4 separate regions of the Mus musculus genome follow, and regions 2, 3 and 4 are each linked to region 1. A link is a contact called in public ChIA-PET and Hi-C data. All regions are on one chromosome and are shown on one strand. Each heading gives the region's core, a stretch centred on a gene start, on an enhancer-like site or on the middle of the called end of the contact. The rest is flanking DNA. Distances are from core to core; before and after follow the strand shown.

Region 1 (3,451 bases), core at 263-2,762:
AAAGTGTTGGCTTCCTCTTTTGCCTCATGGTTTTCTGGCCCAGAAGAGCTGGCTGCAAGCAGACCCATGTGCCTGTTAAGAAATAAGGCAGACTCTCATCACCATCCAGCCAATTTTCCCAAGAATTGTGCTTTCCATTGTCGGATAATGGCCTCAACCCTTTTCAACTCTATCCAGTAAAAGCTGACACAGGGCTGTCTACGCTGCCCTTTGTACGCCTTGCAGTGATGAGTGCTTCCAGCAGTGATTAAAGCTGCTTTCCCTCACTAAGTCTTCTGGGGTAGGGTGTCAAGTCCAATAGTTTCTCTGGGTGTCCTGATCGAAAGTGCTACACACACACACACACACATTAAACTAACTTCACACAATAATTGTATTTTCTCCACACATTTACTATTTAAATCTCACCACAATCCTGTCAAGTAGGTACTGTGTTTAACTTCCATTTCCCAAGGAGCCTTATACTCAGAGGCACTACATGACATGCCCAGTGGCATACAGTGGGGGGTGGGAGGGAGGGAGAGAGAGAGGGAGAGAGAGAGAGATCGTTTCTTTCCCTCTTGAAAGAAATTCCTGCTTAGTCCCCAAACTCCCCCCCCCCCCGCACAAATCATATCCAATGTAGAACGTACACCATAATATTTTAGGGTCAAACAGACTACATGGAAGCTGTCTATATGGTGAATAAACGTATGCATTATACAGTAGCTACTGTGTGTGGAGTGGACACACGTTAAGGGGAGGAGCAGCTCATTGACTCTTCAGGAGCCTAGTGGGTGAGTGCAGGGCACTGGAAACCAAGTCGCGCTGGATTTGCCCTCTTAGGGCTTACAGTCCATTGCAAGGCACAAACATTAAAAAAAAAAAAGCTATTATAATAAAATAAACAGGATTTTGTTAAGAGCTACTGAAAAGGTACAGTAGGGGAGCTCTGCTCTGGGCCAAAGCTGGAGCGATTTCCAAGGTGGGAAGTCTGGCCTCTTTTGGTCAGGGAAGGGCACTTTGGGGCAGAATCTCCAAGGAGAAGTCAAGGCAGAGCGAAAGAAAGAAGAAATTATCTCTTCAGAATAGGACTTCACCTAGATGACTGCAGGAAAGAAATTGTGAAGGTAAGAGAGAAGCCAGAAGCTAGTTTATGTAAACAGGCTTGGAGAAATCCGCCGACGGTGTCTGCGGAGCCCAGCGCTGCAGGAATGAGGGTGAAAGGGTTAAAGGGGGCGGTCCGGAGCTGCCCGGTAGTCCCGCCTACCCGCAACGGGGGCGGAGCTGCGCCGGGTGCGCACTGGGATTGGCTGCAGGGAGGGCGTTCCGCTAGGACCGTACCAACAGCCAGGCAGCGCGGAGGCGGGGGTGGGTGTGGAGCGGCCGGCTCCGCGGGGAGCGGCGACCGGGGAATGGCCGGGCCGGCGGTGGGCGGGAGCCGCAGTGGTGGCGGCGGCGGCCCGGGGCGGTGAGTGCGGCGTGGGGCTGCCCCTCCCCGGAGGCGGCGGGGGCGGCCGGGGCCGCGCCTCACCGCACCGCGCGGGCGGCTATGGAGCGAGCCTGAGGCCCGCCAGGTGAGTGGCGCGGTTGGAGAGGGCGCGCGACCCCTCGCCCGGGAACGACGGGAAGGAGGGAGGGAGGGAGGGAAAGCGCGGGCGGCGGGGGGCGGGGCACCTCCCTCAGGGGCCGGATGCGGGGCTGCGGGCGATCGGGAGTCCTTGCGGTGACCGGTGCTCGCTGCTAAGGACGGTCCCCAGAGGCTCCTGGCCCTGGTGTCGCCCTTCTGTCACACGAAGCCGGTGTCGGCGGCCCGGCGGGCAGCGCGCTCTAGCTCGGTCCCTACGCCGCCCTCCTGGTGGCCGAGGAGCGCGCTCTCGCTGAGCCCCTACGGGGCCCGCTTGGTGGTCGGGGAGCGCGAGTGACCTGCAGGCCCTGGGCCGGAGAGGGCAGCGGTGTCCTGCGGTCGTGCGCTCAGAGCGCCAAGGGGCACAACTTAGGATGAGACTGTGCAGAGTGGGCTGCGCTGGCGGTTTCATTTCCGGGTGTGATGGCCCGGCGATTAAGAGCGAGCCCAGACGTTGCCTTGAAGATGAATGCGAACGTTGTCAAGCTGTGTCCTTGATTGTGGAGTCTGATAAGACATTCTTTTTAATCTGGAGTCAGTGATCTGTCAGGCTCCTGATAAAAACGAAGAAAAGGGGGGGGGGAACAACAGGGCGTGGATGGTCCTTATACAATTACTTCGTTTAAAGACTTATGTCTCCAGTAGGATGGGTAAGGCGTTTACAATTTGGGAAAAGGATATGTTTAACACTGTCACTTGGATCTAGGGCCAGGTGTGAGGGTCATCTCTACTCAGCCAGGTTCCCTCCGGAGATTTGATAGCTCACGTTGGAAGAAAGAAATAATGCGATCTTTTCACGATTGAGGTCTACGGCTTTATAATACAACCGAGAATCCGGAAAGTCAAGATTGTCAATAATTAACCATGCCTACATTGCTTGGGTTGTAATTTCACATTGAGCTCAATGTGCTTGCCATTCCCTGAATTTATGCAAGCCGGGTGAGCAAGCTGAAAGCACTTGTGCATGTTATCGTCCTGAGAAACAGGTTCAGGCATTAAAGATGCTAAATTATTTGCATAGGCTCTAAATCAATTTAGGGCAAATTTAAAATTATTGTATTAAATTAATAACTTTCTTAAAGTTTGTGAAGATGTTGGGTTTTGTGTCCCAGAACTGTTACCTGAAAACAAGATGCGGGTTCACATTAGAAAATACTTATCACAGGAGAACAGTGTGGGGTGGGGGTGAGGGAGGGGGAGGGGGGATTAGTCGTCCCCTTTAATCCCACCATTCCTGAGGCAGAGGCAGGCATATATCTGCGGTCTAGGATAGGCTACATAGTAAGACCCTTCCTCAAAAGCCAACAAATCGAGGAAAATAAAAGGTACTGTGCGTAAGTCTAGCCTCAGTCATAATAAAGAACATATAAAAATAATGAAGGGAAAAGATAATTTTAAAAAAAAATAAGACTGGCCGGGTGATGACACAGCGCATGCCTTGAACCCCAGCCTTTGGGAGGCAGAGGCAGGCAGATCTCCGCATTCCAGGCCAGCCTGGTCTACTACAGAGTGAGTTCCATGACAGCCAGGGCTGTCTTGAAAACAAACAAAAACCTGGAATTTACAGCTTTCCTTGTGACCATGGGGTTGATTTGCTCTGTTTCCTTAGGACTAGTGAGAAAATAGGTACTTTTCATTTTTAAAGCACAGGCCTTGCTTTTTAAAATATATTTTGAACCAAAGTATACTTTGGAAAAAAGCAAGTCACAGATTTTTATTTTTCATAATTTTTTATGTCATAGACTTATTTTGTGCTGTTGATGATTATTTACTTTAGTCCCTTCTGTCTCTTCTGAATTTCCAGTTCCTAAATGGGAATTTCTGTTTACTTTTAGGATATGAATT
Region 2 (3,451 bases), core at 683-3,182, 200 kb after region 1:
AGACAGGTTGACAGACAAAGCTGAACTTGATGTTTAAAGATCCAGCAGTCACTGTGTTCAAAAGCAGACGTTGGTAAGACTTTGTTTCAGACCCTTTTTCTTCACACTGCGGTGGAAGCGGCAGCGGCAATAGCCGCGCTCCCCTAGCTTCACACAGACAATATGGCGGCGGCGGAGGAGGAGACACACGGCTCGGCCGCCAGCCGCAGGGACCAGAGCGAGGCTGCAGCCTCCGCTGCCGGAAGCGGAAGCCCCCTTAGTCTTTGTTTTTCAAGCAGGTTAATCAACATTCTCCAGCCGGACCAGTGGATGTGCATCTCCGCCCCCCTAGAGCGCACAGGTGGCAGCTGCTATCTTCATTCCCAGGATATTCCAGCACGTTGCCTTCGGTCTGATTTAAAATTTAGGTTTACTAAGAGGGCTAAAAGAGCAGATAAGAGATTGGTTTTTATTTTGATAGACGGGCTTAGTCCATTAGCTGGCCTCTGGCTTTTCACCCTTGCTGTTACTACAAGGTGTCCTTAGTTCCTCAGGCTATGAGAATAACAGAGATGAAGAGGAACGACTTCCAGCTCCTATTTTAGCCACAAATCGTGGTGTTACTAATGACATAATTCTTGCCTAGGCCTTGCTAAATCTGAGGTTGACTATTCTCCTTTAGGAGCTGCACAGTACTCAGAACTGTGCATACTGGTTCGTGATCATACAAATACAGTATGGGTATCGCTTGGTGCAGAGAACTACTGCAAGGGAAGGTCCAGCTTGACCATTTCTGAGTTTCCTGTGGGTTATACCCAGTTTAAAAAGGAGTTGGTATCTAATTTTGGCTAAAAACCAAAAATATCTATGGCTCTGCCTCCCCTCCCCAAAAGATACCAAGAGCCACAGGTGTGGGTCGTGACAGCACCCACGGGAGAAAGTGGGTCAATGTCCACCCAAGCCAAGATTAAAAGCCCACTCATCTACGAATGAAAAAAATCATTTGATCACCTCAGTTAAGCGTTGCCTTATTTAACTTAATTAATAGGGGGGAGAGAGGTTGGAGACCGTACTGTCTTCACTGCCTCCCACCCCAAAATAAAAAGCCAATTGGCCTTGTACTACGGAGCCAGTCGTCACCCCCTCCTCCCTGTTTCCCGCCTGTCATCCAATAATGCGGAGGAATATCAACTCAGTGTTATTCTTAATAAAGTGTATTTCAAATTTGTTCAGTCAAACTTAGCCAGGGTTCCAACACCCTACTTAAAATTCAACTAAGAAGGGCTGGTGAGATGGCTCAGTGGGTAAGAGCACCCGACTGCTCTTCCGAAGGTCCAGAGTTCAAATCCCAGCAACCACATGGTGGCTCACAACCATCCGTAACGAGATCTGGCGCCCTCTTCTGGAGTGTCTGAAGACAGCTACAATGTACTTACATATAATAAATAAATAAATCTTTAAAAAAAAAAAAAAAAAAAAAAAAAAAAAAAAAAAAAAAAAAAAATTCAACTAAGAAGTTACCTATTCAATACTAATTAGCATTATAAAGTCAGAGCCTACAGCTCCAGGCTTTTCTGTTAGTTGTTTACTAGGATAGAAAGGACAGTCTTAGCCAGATACAGTTTACCATAAGAAAAGTTAGGGAATCCCACAGAGACAGGTTTTTTCTTTAGCCCTAGAATTCAGGCAAAACTATTGAGCATAAATAAATTTTTTGCCTCAGGCCAGCCTTTTCTTTTTTTTTTATTTTTGTTAACAACAGGGAGGAGATGTAGTCTCCCCTCCCCCAGCCTGAAACCTGCTTGCTCAGGGGTGGAGCTTCCTGCTCATTTGTTCTGCCACGCCCACTGCTAGAACCTGCGGCTTTGCTGTTCCGAAGCCATCATGTGCTCACCCTGCTACTAGACCCCGAGATTATTTGGCAGGGAACCAGGTCCCCTCCCCCTTTCTTCATAACTGAGTGTCGCAACAGTAAAAATTGAGCTTTGATCAGAGTGACTTTTGACTTGGCTTTGTTCTTTCTTCCGCCCGACTAGTTCTTCTCTTTCAGCCCGAGTTGCCATCTCAGTTGAACCGTTCGTTTCGAGCTGCAGGCCGGCCGCAACAGGCATGTACCACAGCACCTGGCTTTTGCGTGGGTTCTGGGAGATGGGGCTCCAGCCACCATGCTTCCATTGTCCCAGCTGAGCCATCTCCTTCCCAATACTTTGGACTCTGTATCTATGTGTAAGTCTCTGCATTCCCCACAGCTTTCCAACCCCTGAAGCCAAGGAATCTTCCTTTCAGCCTCCCAAGTTACGGAGTCTTTAGGTGTGCACCACACCCAGTCATTCATTATTTACAGGGAACTATACAACCATATGGCCATTTTCCACACACACATAACACTGTCAACTCTTTCAATCATTCAACAAATGTTTATTGTGTGATTCCTAGGCACCAGGCCCTGTTTAGAATAAACCAGTAAACAACAAAAATGCATGCCTTTGTAAAAGCCATATGTTATCTCATGGATGCTAGTGACATTTCTGAGTTGCTAAGTTGTTCAAATAGCTACTTTTTGGTTCTTTATTTAAAGTATAAGAGGAAGGATGGCCAGATGGCTGAGTGGGTAAAGGTTCCTGCTACCAAGCCTAATCCTCAGGGCCCACACAGTGGAAAGAAAAAACTGAATTTGTAAAGAACTGATTCCCTTAAGTTGTTCTTTGACCTCCAAATGCACACACACACACACACACACACACACACACACACGAAAACAGAAAAACATGCCATCTTTAAAAGCCTTTATGTAGAGTATGTGTTTAGTGAAATGCTAATTGAGTTATCCTTCATTTTATTTTAATCTATGGACTTCATCAACCGCATCCAACCTTGACCTGGAATGATTTCAATTCCAAGTAGGGCTGCCAGATTTAGCAAATTAAAAACTCAGGTGTTAACTTCGACCTCAGATAAATAGTGAGACTCTTTAGTATAATTGCCCCACATATGTCAAGTAGCCAAAATACTTAGCATTTCTTACCAACCTGCCTCCAGGACTTGCAATGTCTTCACACATTTTCAGTTTTATAACTGGGGGAGGGTTGCTAGTCACATCTAGTAGGTAAAGGGCAGAGATGCTGTAAGCATCGTATGACACACAGGGCGGAGCCCACAACGAAGAGTTATCAGACACGAGGCTTGCTAAGGTTGAGAACCTCTGTCCTATCCCGTTACTGACAAAATAAAAGGGAGGAACCAAAATCACCTAAGGGTCCTCCTCCTGTCCCAGTACAGATTTAATCATTGTCAGAGCTGGAGGGATGGTTAACAGTAGTTAAGAGCACTTAAGCAGAGGACCTAAGTTTGATTTCTGGAACCCACACTGGATGGCTCACAAGTACCTGTAACTCCAGCCTCAAGGAGATCTGACACCCTACCCTCTTCCTACCTCTGCAGGTACTTGCACACACGTGACACACACTCATAC
Region 3 (3,451 bases), core at 425-2,924, 190 kb before region 1:
ATGCCTTCCTTCGTTGAAAGCCACTGATTTTAGTCCGTTCTGCTCTGTAGGGTCTATCTGGTAGTTTTGGTGAGAGGTGAGCAGTCACTGTTGCTCCCTGCGGTTTACAGTAGGTTGTGTGCTCACAGAGTTGCCGATGCTCCTGTGTCGGGTCTGCCAGTGAGGCTTTGTTTGACTGGTATATAGTATGGAGTCCATGCTCAGATTTGTTTCCACTGTCTGTTGAAGAACTACAGTTGTTGTGAACTTTATTTTTAAGGCAGTGTCTTACCATGTAGTCTTGCTGGCCTAGAGCTCTCTATGTAGACCAGGGTGACCTCAAAGTCACAGATATGCCTGGCCATGTGAACATATTTTAATGTGGATTTCTTATGTTGAGGGTCTTGGGCCATGATGGTAATGTATATGCCTGGAATAGATTCTGTCTTCTGACCTCACATTAAGCCCAGGCCAACACAGTTAAGTTTATAGATCTTCCTGGCCAAGACACATTTTCCTCCCCAGCATCTTGCCACCGATGGGCCAGGCTCTGACCTCCCTAGCTCTGCTTCAGATGAGATGGGTGGGGTGGGGCTGGAAGGTGAGGGTGTAGAAGGTGAGGGTGTAGAAGGTGAGGGTGAGGGTGTAGAAGGTGAGGGTGTAGAAGGTGAGGGTGTAGAAGGTGAGGGTGTAGAAGGTGAGGGTGTAGAAGGTGAGGGTGTAGAAGGTGAGGGTGTAGAAGGTGAGGGTGTAGAAGGTGAGGGTGAGGGTGTAGAAGGTGAGGGTGTAGAAGGTGAGGGTGTAGAAGGTGAGGGTGAGGCCTTGGTTCTGTTTTTATTTTTTAGCGGTCTTGTCTTTTCTCTTCAGCTGGGAATTAAAATTCAGACTCTTTCTACGTTTCTCATGAAGCACAGCATGCTTTTAGATTATTTTGTCAACTATGTTACTAGAAATGGTCAAATGACCGAATCTTAACCTGTCGCTTTGTGGGCTTGTATGTAATATTTAAATACCATTTCCAATGTTTTTACCGCTTGTCTGGCTTTATAATCCTGCCCTGTGCATGGTTGCTTTGTTCAGGCATCCACTCATTCTTTCAACAGGTATGTAGTAAGTAGATGATTAGATGAAATATATTATATGTGTATGAATGCAAAGAGGAAGGATAATGCTTTAATTTTCTTTTAAAAATGTTATTCTTTAACATCAAGGAGCTAAAAGAAGATAAAATAAACAGTGTGAAAATGCCACTTTGTGGGAGATGTTAGGCAAGGAACCTTTTGTAACCCAGATATTTAGCAGAACCCATTCTTTTGAAATTTCTATCATAATAAATTGAACTTTTGTGATCTATAAATAGCATGGATAATCATGTAGTCCTGTACCCAAAGTGGTCCAATTCATAGATACTCAACATTTCAGTTGGCTACTGAATAGTATACATTTATTATTAAATACATGCAGCAGAGTGAGGCTGACAGTTACTGGTGTTGAAGAATAAAAGCCAACAGTACAAACTGAAAGTTTTCTCTATAAACTTCAAACTAGAATAAACTGTGTAACTGCAGCTGGAGTGAAGATGGAGAGGCAACAGAAACTGAAACCTTGTTGTTAGATTGAAGCCTAGAGGCTTCCCTAGTCAGAGCAACTGAAGCATGACTTGATGAGTCAAGAAGTAACAGCATAGTGGTATCTGGGAAACTCAGCAATGACCTGTGACGCTGGCAGCAAGTCTCTGTGTTCCCTAGTGGAAGCATTACAGTATAGACTTCAACACAGAGAAGAGTGCATACATAGACTCAGGTGCTAAAGGAAATAAAGTTTCGTTACATCAGAGGCAAAAATATGCAGCTATGCACTCAGATCAATCAACAGGGAACTTTTTTTGTCAGCTTTTATCCCTTGTTTGTTTATTAAAGGGAAAAAGAAAAATACTTTGTTTGGTATTGGAAGAACCCATGAAAAGATGGTCATTTTGGAGGCTAAATGGTTGATTGGGTGCAGTTTAATGGACCAAAGCAAGAGTCTAATGCTGCATATTTCAAGGTTTTCTGTCTAAGGGCTGATATTGCTTGTTTGAAAGAAACCAGAAGACAGCCAAATAAATGTCTTCAGAAGTAGAAAAGAGAGTAAGTTGAATTAGCGAACTTAACTAAGAAAATAGTTATTATGATATTTGTAGTCATGAATGAGAGTGCCACTTTATATTCCTAGGAAAATGAAATAAACTACAATATATATTTGTTTCATTTAATTTGTCTTGAGATGCATTTTTTTTCAGTTTCCCACATAATGGATTTTAATATAACTCATGAAATATTTTGTCTGACAAAATAGACAAAAACAGGCAACAGGGTTACTGTGGATTTGTGGCCAGTCTAAGTTCTAATTTTTTTTTTTTTTTCCCGAGACAGGGTTTCTCTGTGTAGCCCTGGCTGTCCTGGAACTCACTCTGTAGACCAGCCTGGCCTCAAACTCAGACATCTGCCTGCCTCTGCCTCCCAAGTGCTGGGATTAAAGGCATGCGCCACCACGCCCGGCATCAGTCTAAGTTCTATGGTTAGTTTAAAACACACACACACACACAGATTGAAAGCAAGCAAAAAAAAAAAAACCTTATTCAAGTGTATTGATGCTTATTTTTAGTCTGTATTACCTCTATTCAGTAAATAGTAATAAAATTTATATATCTAACATGTAGGGTAAAGATATAATCTTTTTTACAATTAAATAAAAATCTTTTTCTTAACACTAGGGGGCTCTCTAGATTTATGGATTCTTGTTCTATGTCACAGTGTAGGAAATCACTTGAAAACATTTTATTACAAAATGAGTACTATTGCCAGAAAATATTAGATCACCTTAGGCTCTAGTAAGTTCTAGACCAGTCTGGTTTGCAGAGCAAGGTGCTGTTTCAACACTACCCCCTTCTACACCAGGAGTAAAGTTGAAAGCAGGTAAAGGAAACAAGATTGAATTGTATTAATGCATAATGCATTATAAAGCTGGGTTTTTTTTTTGTTTGTTTGTTTTGTTTTTTTGGTTTTTCGAGACAGGGTTTTTCTGTGTAGCCCTGGCTGTCCTGGAACTCACTTTGTAGACCAGGCTGGCCTCGAACTCAGAAATCCACCTGCCTCCGCCTACCGAGTGCTGGGATTAAAGGCGTGCGCCACCACGCCCAGCTTAAAGCTGGGTTTAAAAATACTTACTTGTTTAAGATTGGGTCTCACTGTGTAGCCCAGGCTAACCTAGAACTTTCTGTGTAGCTTAGGCTGCTCTTGGGCTTGTGATCTCTGACCTTTGCCTCCTAGGGTCCAGGTAACAGGTGTGGCTCATCGTACCCAGCACAAGCTGTTCCTTTAGATAGCAAGCAAGTATCAGCCTCATCCTAGCAGTGGCCTGTATGGTGAGATAGTGTGAGCTAGAAGGAAGTTTCGTGCTCTTTATTGCCATACTGATTCTGTAAATGGTT
Region 4 (3,451 bases), core at 385-2,884, 140 kb after region 1:
TAACAAAGTGATAAAACATTTATCCCGAAATTAAATTTACTCTTTGTTTCACTTTGGTTGTCAATACCAGTGAGTGACAGCAGAGCTTTAATGACTGTCCTCCAAGGACACAGGGCTAAGGGTCTGGTTCCAGTTTTTGTTTACATTCTCTCTGATGTAATGAAAAGTACTTTGCTAGAGAAAGGGTAGCAAATGCCTATGGGGTTTTTCCCTAGTGTGGAGACAAAGCAAGATCCCTCTGCCCTCTTATATTCAGAACTGAGGACCCAACTCAGGGCCTAGAAAGCTCTACCACTGAATAAAACACCTAAACCCCCAAAAATATCTGAATTTTATTTTTGAAAAATCCAAGAAAATGTTTTCATTCTTCTGTTGATTCTATGCCTTTAAAATTCAGTAATTAAAAATAAATACAAATGGCCAGGCAATGGTGGCAATGGTGGCACACACCTTTAGCCCCAGCACTCAAGAGGAAGAGGCAGGTAAATCTCCGAGTTCAAGGTCAGCCTGGTCTATCGAGAGGCTCCTGTTCTAGGACAGCCAGGGCTACCCAGAGAACCCAGTCTCAATTTAGCTGAGCAATTTAAATTCAGCTCATTTAGATCCTGATCATCATATTATGGTACATATTGGAAAAGTCCAATAAAACAGTGAGATCCTGGTACATAATTAAAAAGGCAAATCAACATAACAAGAACAGAAAGACAAGAAATAGACTCAAAAGCACACAGCATGTTGTACAGGTTGTGCATGCTTACTCCAAAACACATGCTCCTAAGTTTGAAATGACTCAATATCCCAAATGCTTCTTTTTTGTTTGTTTGTTTTTGTTTTTGTTTTTGTTTTTCGAGACAGGGTTTTTCTGTATAGCCCTGGCTGTCCTGGAACTCACTCTGTAGACCAGGCTGGCCTGGAACTCAGAAATCCGCCTGCCTCTGCCTCCCGAGTGCTGGGATTAAAGGCACGCACCACCACGCCCAGCTCCCAAATGCTTCTTGAAAAATAAATAAATAAATAAATAAATTTTAAAAAGCAAGTTTCAGACTTTGGATCATTGCAGGTTTCAGAATTTTAAATCAGGGATCCTCAACCTGCAGAATCTGTACAATCTATGCAAGGTCCAAAAGCTCCCAAATCTGAAACACTTGTAACAGCACCAAGTATGTTGCTGGATAAAGACGCTGTATGCACAAAATAAGCATTCAATGGTGGTTGTACTAAAATCCTCACCCTTTCTGTTAGCCACTCCAACTCCATTCAGATAATCCAGAGCTGTAATAGCTCATGTACCTAAAGTGATAGCCCACATCTTTCACTGGAGCGCTGTATACAACCTAATAATAAAATTCACCCATACAATGAGATGACATATATCCTTGGGGGGGGGGGGTACTTAGGAGATGGTTCAGCTGGTAAAGGCAGATTGGGGGTCGGGGGGCCTCAGTGGCTAGCTAGCCTAACCTAACAGGCAAGCCTCAGGTCCCAGTGAGACCTGTTTCCTGAAGAACACCAAGGCTGACCTCAGAGCCTAACACATAAAAGGAGTCAAGCATGGTTCACACAACTGAGAAGCTGAGGTAAGAATAGCATCATGAGTTTGAGGTCAGACTAGGATACAGTGAGAGATCCTATCTCAGAAAAGAAAAGGCAAGAGGGTTATAGCTCAGTGGGGAAAGTGTTTGCTGCCACAAGCCTGGCACCCTGAGCCAGGTTAGCTTACGTTGTCAATTTAACACACCTCAACTGAGAAACTGCCTCCAAGTGATTGGCCTGTGGGCATGTCTAGGAGGCATTTTCTTGATTACTAATTGATGAAACAGGCTCCAGTCCACTGTGGGTGGTACTATCCCCAGGCAGGTGAATCTGCACTGCATAAGAAGGGAGCAGAATGAAATTAGAACCAAGCCAGTTCCAGTTCCTGCCTCAAGTTCTTGTCCTAGCTTTCCCTGATGATGGACAGAAACCTGTAGGCCAAACATCCTTTCCTTCCTCAAGTTGTTTTTAGTTAGTGTTTCATCACAACATAAAGGAAGAAGACAGCCAACTCCACACATTCAGTGGACACACACATCATGCATACACTAATAATAAATTCCTGATGTGGAAGAATCAACCAATATAAATTAAGGGTAGTAGGTAGGAGATAAATCGAAAAACGGTGTATATGTTCCCACTAGTCTAAAGTGGAGGAAGAAGGGGACACAACACAAGTGAGATATCTTGGGAGAAAGACACTTGCCACCAAGCCTGATAACCTGTGTTTGATGTCTGGAATCCACTTGGAAGGAGAGACCCCAACCCTCAAGTGACTGAGGCTGACCTCCACCATGGCACACATTACCCACACATTTACTTACACAACAAGTAAATAAATACAGAAGTTTGACAAATAAAATAGAGAAGGGTAGTGGCTATATATGCACATATAGATACACATGTGTGTGTGTGAATATAATGTGCTACCACATTAACACAGCTGGAAGAAGAGTGCAGAAATACCAAGACCTGCCAGACCTTCTGAATTCAAGTGGTTAAAATCACTAGCCCTTCAATAAATAAATCATTTACAGCTTAAAAGAAATACCAAGCCCTTCAGCAGTAGGAATAAATGCCAAAAGAATATTTTAAGAGTTATAATAAAGAAGAGCCAAGCAACCATTAAACCCTACAGACAAGCCAAAACTGAGAAAGCCAGCTGGAGGGAAAGTACACCAGACAGATGCACCGAGCAAAGACACCAAAACCCTGCAGTGCACAATAGGAAAGGCAAGTACTCAGACTTGACTCTCATAGCACGCCAGCTCCAGGCTTGCACCAGGCTTTGCCTGCCCACTCCAATGATCCCTGCCCTTTACAGAAGTGCCTCGATTCCCAGCACCTTTGCGCTTAGCTCTACTGGCTCTCCATTTCTTTTCTAGCTTAGCTACACAAGAGGAGTGTTTTTAGGATCATTTTAAAATATGCTTTGTCCCTTTTGGGAGGGAAGAAGGGGGGAGACAGGGTCTCCTGTAACCAAGTATGGCCTTGCATTTACTAACCTTAAACTCTTGATCATCCTGCCTCTACCTCCCAAGTGCTGGTACCCAGCTCTTTGTAAGAGAGGAATAACTGATTCCCCCAAGTGAAGTGCCGAGCAAACACATCCAATCAGAAAGTTGGTTTGGGGGTGGGGGGGTTGTACATGCGCTTAGGTATACATTTAGAAACATGAAAATTAAGCCAAGGCACAGAATATATCTAAATATGATACAATATGTTAATACCTCAAAATCATCTCGGCCTTAACACTTGTCAGACTGGGGGGTTTTTTTGTTTGTTTTTGTTTTTGTTTTTTTCCAGACATGGTTTCTCTGTGTAGCCCTGGCTGTCCTGGAACTCACTTTGTAGACCAGGCTGGCCTCAAACTCAAGAAATCCACCTGCCTCTGCCTCCCAAGTGCTAGGATTAAAGG

What was found. A called contact is a pair of places that touch in the nucleus more often than the background predicts. ChIA-PET counts read pairs in DNA pulled down with a chosen protein or histone mark.
Region 2: a contact with region 1 is called in an RNA polymerase II ChIA-PET map of memory CD8 T cells, with 9 read pairs. The contact joins the enhancer-like site here to the promoter of Fam20b in region 1. A contact is called at or near these places in 3 of 39 promoter capture datasets (embryonic stem cells, pre-B cells and stem cell-derived epiblast-like cells), 1 of 484 Hi-C or Micro-C datasets (embryonic stem cells), 3 of 115 datasets of contacts at active chromatin or transcription factors (embryonic stem cells, memory CD8 T cells and pro-B cells) and 2 of 9 other capture datasets (adipose tissue and liver).
Region 3: a contact with region 1 is called in a Hi-C map of B cells, with 6 read pairs. The contact joins the enhancer-like site here to the promoter of Fam20b in region 1. A contact is called at or near these places in 19 of 39 promoter capture datasets (the 3T3-L1 cell line, 3T3-L1-derived adipocytes, the C10 cell line and 12 more), 1 of 484 Hi-C or Micro-C datasets (B cells), 10 of 115 datasets of contacts at active chromatin or transcription factors (embryonic basal ganglia, embryonic forebrain, embryonic midbrain and 5 more) and 3 of 9 other capture datasets (adipose tissue, liver and pancreatic islet).
Region 4: an RNA polymerase II ChIA-PET map of memory CD8 T cells shows a contact between it and region 1, with 22 read pairs. The contact joins the enhancer-like site here to the promoter of Fam20b in region 1. A contact is called at or near these places in 5 of 39 promoter capture datasets (the HPC-7 cell line, embryonic stem cells, neutrophils and 2 more), 5 of 484 Hi-C or Micro-C datasets (CD4 T cells, natural killer cells, nephron progenitors and 2 more), 4 of 115 datasets of contacts at active chromatin or transcription factors (bone marrow-derived macrophages, embryonic stem cells and memory CD8 T cells) and 3 of 9 other capture datasets (adipose tissue, liver and pancreatic islet).

The regions. Positions count from the first base shown.
Region 1 is chr1:156,716,971-156,720,421 of GRCm38.p6, reverse strand. It overlaps Fam20b (family with sequence similarity 20, member B), which reads left to right and starts at 1,512. Exons shown (of 8, transcript NM_145413.4): 1 at 1,512-1,556.
Region 2 is chr1:156,520,777-156,524,227 of GRCm38.p6, reverse strand. It overlaps the pseudogene Csnk2a3. Among named protein-coding and RNA genes, the nearest start is that of Abl2, 36 kb to the left of the region's middle. Within about 2 kb of position 1,932, at least 53 of the 459 cell types and tissues checked have an H3K27ac peak or open chromatin away from gene starts, as enhancers often do. A contact at or near this core is called in memory CD8 T cells and pro-B cells, where this site is marked.
Region 3 is chr1:156,909,359-156,912,809 of GRCm38.p6, reverse strand. All of the region lies in intron 1 of Ralgps2 (Ral GEF with PH domain and SH3 binding motif 2), which reads left to right. Among named protein-coding and RNA genes, the nearest start is that of 4930439D14Rik, 28 kb to the left of the region's middle. Within about 2 kb of position 1,674, at least 29 of the 459 cell types and tissues checked have an H3K27ac peak or open chromatin away from gene starts, as enhancers often do. A contact at or near this core is called in B cells, the HPC-7 cell line and pro-B cells, where this site is marked.
Region 4 is chr1:156,572,429-156,575,879 of GRCm38.p6, reverse strand. The region is part of intron 1 of Abl2 (v-abl Abelson murine leukemia viral oncogene 2 (arg, Abelson-related gene)); the gene reads right to left. Among named protein-coding and RNA genes, the nearest start is that of Abl2, 15 kb to the right of the region's middle. Within about 2 kb of position 1,634, at least 24 of the 459 cell types and tissues checked have an H3K27ac peak or open chromatin away from gene starts, as enhancers often do. A contact at or near this core is called in memory CD8 T cells, where this site is marked.